Linked DNA regions of Hordeum vulgare: region 2 is linked to region 1. Evidence: chromatin contacts called from public Hi-C data. All regions are on one chromosome and are shown on one strand. Each heading gives the region's core, a stretch centred on a gene start, on an enhancer-like site or on the middle of the called end of the contact. The rest is flanking DNA. Distances are from core to core; before and after follow the strand shown. Region 1 holds the start of LOC123427274 (regulator of nonsense transcripts UPF2-like). Region 2 holds the start of LOC123427277 (cytokinin dehydrogenase 8-like).

What was found. Hi-C and Micro-C count contacts between places; a contact is called where the count stands out from the background.
Region 2: a Hi-C map of leaf shows a contact between it and region 1, with 10 times the contacts expected there. The contact joins the promoter of LOC123427277 here to the promoter of LOC123427274 in region 1. A contact is called at or near these places in 3 of 6 Hi-C or Micro-C datasets (leaf and seedling).

Annotation. Positions count from the first base shown.
Region 1 is chr2H:562,865,354-562,867,956 of MorexV3_pseudomolecules_assembly, forward strand. LOC123427274 (regulator of nonsense transcripts UPF2-like) reads right to left here and starts at 1,287. Exons shown (of 17, transcript XM_045111282.1): 1 at 991-1,287; 2 at 600-711. The coding sequence starts at 671.
Region 2 is chr2H:563,123,574-563,126,176 of MorexV3_pseudomolecules_assembly, forward strand. LOC123427277 (cytokinin dehydrogenase 8-like) reads left to right here and starts at 1,325. Exons shown (of 5, transcript XM_045111284.1): 1 at 1,325-2,179; 2 at 2,339-2,466; 3 at 2,561-2,603. The coding sequence starts at 1,594.

The DNA of each region.
Region 1 (2,603 bases), core at 37-2,536:
CGAGAGAAAGGACGCTAAGCCCGCATGGCCATTTCTTTAATTGGTGTAATGTTGACAAAACATTTTTCCTTGATTTAAAATGTACTTGGCATCTGCCAAAAGGCATTTGGGCAGCTTGCTCATGGTGACATGGGAATAAAGAGGCAATTGGAGAGAATTTACACCAAATAATGCCAAGCAACTACCCTTAATCGCTTTTTCATGAACTGTAATACTGTCAAAGGTGGGCTCTATATAGTGGGTATCCTACCTTTTGAACTATTGTTACCCAAGCACAAGAAACCTAATCAATTAGACTACAGCGGTACTGCAGTATCACATATAAAGAGGTTAATGATATTATGAAATTCAAATACATCATCAGTACTGAATAACACTCCTCACAACTTTTAAAATCATTTACTCACTAGATATCAAGGTTACTAAATCCAAATTTCTGCCAGAATACGAACATAGTGACGATAGTAACACTCTAAAAGGACAGGAATTATGAAGTGTTAACTACAAGGTTCGAACATCTGTAAAAGGTCAGGCAGGCGGTTACCCATTTTGAGACTACTCATTTCATATCATTGCTACTTGAGTTGTACCATTCTCACCTCATTGTTATGATGATGCCCCTCTTCATCTTGCTTTTTCCCCTCGTGGCTCTCGATTTCCATGTGCTCCATTCTTTTTCTCCGCAGACGAAATGTGGACAATCACGCCAAGCTGCCAAGCAAATCCAAAACGGCACATCAGCACTAAATATTTTGCGGGGACTTCAATTGCAGAACGATAGTCTCTATATCATGAAAAACATAAGCACCCGACAACAAGTAACCGGGGTATAAACCCTAGAGATAGTACAGCACGGCTCGCCTGTTGCTCTGCTAGAAACCTAGCGATGATAACTGGAATTAATGAGTAACTGCCGGACCTAGGGCGGATCTAGACGGTGCGCGACCGACCCAAAATTCGTGGGGGCTGGACAGAAAAAAAGGCTGATACCTTAGAAACCAATGTCCAACATGACGAACGGCGTGCGGGAGGGGAGACACCAGGGCCGTCAGGTAGAACGGGAACGGCGGTGGCGGCGCCGCGCGTGAGAGGAGCAGGGGGTGTGTGGGCTGAAGCGTCGGTGGCGGCGCTAGGCACGGCACGGCGGCAGCTCTAGGGCACGGCGGTGACACCTTAGGAGCAGGAGAGATTTTGTCAGGGGTTCAGTTTGGAGGTTTGGATTCGGGAGAGGCCGTGAGGGAGAGGAGAAAGAAACAGGACGATGGAGACGTGGAGGGGTCAGGGGTGGGATTTGACTGTCGCCGACTCGATGGCATACATGGCCATATGGCCCGTGCTTTTATGGCTGGCCCGTGGGCCCGGCACGGCCCTTCGGGGTCGTTTTGGCAAGCCAATAATAAGGGAGGGGGCGAGACCTTAAGGCTGGGGGTTCCTATGTGCCTCTTATTCGCTAGAGGCACGGTCCTGTCACTCAAAAATGAAGAAAAAATATGTTTCCTTTTTTCTATTGTGAGAGGCACGGTTTTTTCGTCCGTGACTTTCTAAAAGAAAAGGTTCGTCCAAACCTATCAACATGGAATATAATTTTAAAGATATCAACATGAAAAATCCAACAATAAAAATGGTTTGAGATTTGGATGCGCGGTTTAAAAGATCAAATATTTTAAAAATACGGATCGACGAAAAAAAGGAAAAAATCTCAAGTTTCGACAAGTGACACACATGCAGCGTGTCACTTGTTTCAACCTGAAATGCGGGAGTGATCTTTGAAAAATGTACTTCTCAATTAATGATTTCATGCATCTGCGGCAAATACATGCTCCATGGCATAGGATGCGCCCCGACTGGGTGGCCCATTGATGTGCAGCGTGAATGCGTGTGAAAAATCACAAAAAAAGGTTGATCGCGCTTCTTGCGAATCGAACCCGGGTCACCAACTCAAGTGCGCTTGCTGCTAGACACTACGACCAAAAATTCTCGTAGCAGAAATACATCGCAAGAGTTAAAATAGCAGTAGTGGACTTAACACTATTCGAAACAGTCCTAGACAATATTTCAAAATTTGAGTAATTTCCTGACCTTACGACCAATTTTCGAAAACCCGAACATTTTTCTAAAGTGATAAACACATTTTGAATTTATTTAACTTTTTTCATAAACACGAACATTTTTCGAATTTGTGAACAAAAGTTCAAAATGGGGACAAATTTTAAAATCATGAACATATTTAAATTTTGGAACATATTTCGAAATGGAGAAATATTCTCAATCAAATTTATAAAAAAAATCAAAAAGCAAGCATTTTTTATAATATAGGACTTTTTCGAAAACATGAACCTTTATCCAAAAATAGAAAACATGAATGTTTTTTCGAAACCGAAACATTTTTCAAATTCCAAAACATTTTTTGGATATGTGAACATTTTTCAAATTCAAAAAAAATGAATATGCGAAATATTTTGAAAAAATTGGGACATTTTTTTAAACTTCCAAACAAAACTTGAAAGCATGAACAATTTTTTAAACTTGAGTACATATTTTGAAAATCCCAAAGAAAAATTGAAACATGAACACTTGAATTTGCGAACAATTCTTTAAATAGA
Region 2 (2,603 bases), core at 75-2,574, 260 kb after region 1:
ATTGCGTTTGGAGCTTGGCCTCCATAAAGGCTTTTAAATTTGAAAAACAAATTTCATGAAAATTCATGTTTTCATATTTCAAAATATTCTAAAAAAATACAGAAATAAACGAGGAGTAACACACATGTGTGTAAGTGTAAATTTTCAGAAAAAAATACATTGAAATGAGGGCTATAAAAAAGATGAATCTAAGGCTTTTGAACACATTACACAATGTATCGTTCCAGACCATGAATTTATCAGATTGTATTTTAAATTATTTCATTCTAAAATTTTACATACATATACACAACATCCTTCTTTACTTGTATATATTTTTAGACTTTTTTAAAACCCAAAAGATTAAATTTTAAATTGTTCAAATAATTCTAGTCTTCATGCAGGCCGAGCTCCAAACGTCCGTTCTCATTATAGAGCCGTTTGCCCGTTTTATTCAACGCGCGTCTTATTTAGCGCATGCGTTGGGAGATGCTCACGGCAGGCGACGCAAGTGACGTTCCGTATCGGACGCGTGGGTTGGTACTTCGCCTCAGACGCCGGCGGCGAGTGCATGCACGTAAGGTGTACTAGGTGGGTGTCGCTGCCAGCAGTGTGGAGCACAAGTACGCCACGGACGCACGGGGTGCGCGCCGGCGCCAGGCAGGCCGCAGTGGAGAAGCGCCGCTGCTGACACGCACGGTCGCCCGCTCTCTTGCTCGTTGAAGTTTCTGCCCGCACGGCGTCGCTCGCCAGAGAGCGAAGCCAAGACGGGTCATTCATTCCACAGTGCCGGTCAAAACGGTCGCTGGCAAGTAGTAATGCCGTCTAAGCGTCAGCCACAGTGACCACCGAGGTGGATCGGTGCTCTCGTAGCCATCGTCCAGAAGACGACTGACAGCTACGTGCCGTGCTGCATACATATAGATACTCTACAGATCCTTTTAATAGAAAAAGTACATGGGTTTCTGTAGTTTTATAAAATATGTACAGGGTCTGTTTTCAAAGACATGGACCGAACAAACCACATCGTACGCTTCTGCAATCCAGTAGCAATACGAGCTGAGTGCTCTTTTTTAAGTGGAGTAAGTTGCTTCCTTGCCCAAGGTTTAGTAGTAGTAGCTAGCAATCCTCTTGGGAGAAATGCGATCGATGAGTGGAACGGAGGGAGGGAGGCAGGGCCGGGCCCTCGTGGATCCGCCGTACCCCAGCTTGGGGTTTCCATTAGATTCTCTGGCGGCCCGACCGCGTCACGGCACCGCTTACGACCGACGACAGAGACCGGCTGCTCTCCTCTCCTCTCCTCTCCTCTCCCTCCGCTTGTATATATCCGCGAGCTGTCTCGCGGTCTCGCCTCGCTCCTCCTCCCTCCCGTCCCTTTTCCATTCCATCGATCCACAGTTCTTGTGGGAACCCAAGGATCCATCCAGACAGAGACGCCCCCGACCGAGGCAGCAATCACCAAACAGCTAGCGCGAGCGAGGGTGCACGACGACAACACATTCAACTGCCTCCCACTTCCATCGGCCTCGTCCAGCGAGGAGCGCCATTTGGTCCTGTCCAAGCGCGGGCTAGACGGCTAGACGCTCGATACACGGAGCTGACTGGCCGAGAACCATGGACCTCAAGGCGCTGTACATGTACGCCGCCGTCCTAGCCCTGCTCCTCTGCTCCGCGGCGACCTTCATCCAGAGCCCCACCGACGTGTTCGGACCGGTGGCGCTCCTCGAGCCAACCCCGTCCTCGGCGCGCGACTTCGGCGCCATCGTCTCCGACGCGCCCTTCGCGGTCCTTCGGCCGGAGTCCACCGCCGACATCGCGCTCCTCCTGACCGCCCTGTCGACGGCGCCGCCGCACCCGAGGGCGACCGTGGCCGCGCGCGGCGTCGGGCACTCGCTCCAGGGCCAGGCCCAGGCGCGCGACGGCATTGTGGTGGAGACGCGTTCCCTGCCACGCACCGTGGTGGTGGTGGCGGCGCGGGCGAGCGGCGAGGCCACCGCGCACGCGTACGCGGACGTGGGCGCCGGCGCTCTGTGGGTGGAGGTGCTGGAGGAGTGCCTGAAGGCCGGCCTGGCGCCGCTGTCCTGGACGGACTACCTGTACCTCACCGTGGGCGGGACGCTGTCCAATGCCGGCATCAGCGGCCAGGCGTTCAAGCATGGCCCGCAGATCAGCAACGTCCTGCAACTCCAAGTCGTCACAGGTATGCAGTACTCCACGCCCACCGCGCACATGCAGCCTACTGTCAATTTCTTCTTCTCATAAACCCTTTCTCTGTTTGATCTGTAAGAAAAAGAAAGAGAGCACTGAACCTGTAAATTTCTGCAGTAATTTACCCCTTTTCCCATGCTCTTGGCTGCAGGGAGTGGGGAGATCGTGACATGCTCACGCACCAAGACCCCGGACCTTTTCTTCGCAGTTCTTGGCGGGCTTGGCCAGTTTGGCATCATCACCAGGGCAAGAATTCTCCTCCAAGAAGCTCCTCCAAAGGTAAATGCATGGCTCGTACCAATCGCCTCATGCCCTCTTTTTTTACTTCCATTGTTCTTACTTCTTACCATCCTGAATTCCTGATGACGATCAGGTGAGATGGGTGAGGGCCTTCTACGACAGCTTCGAGACATTCA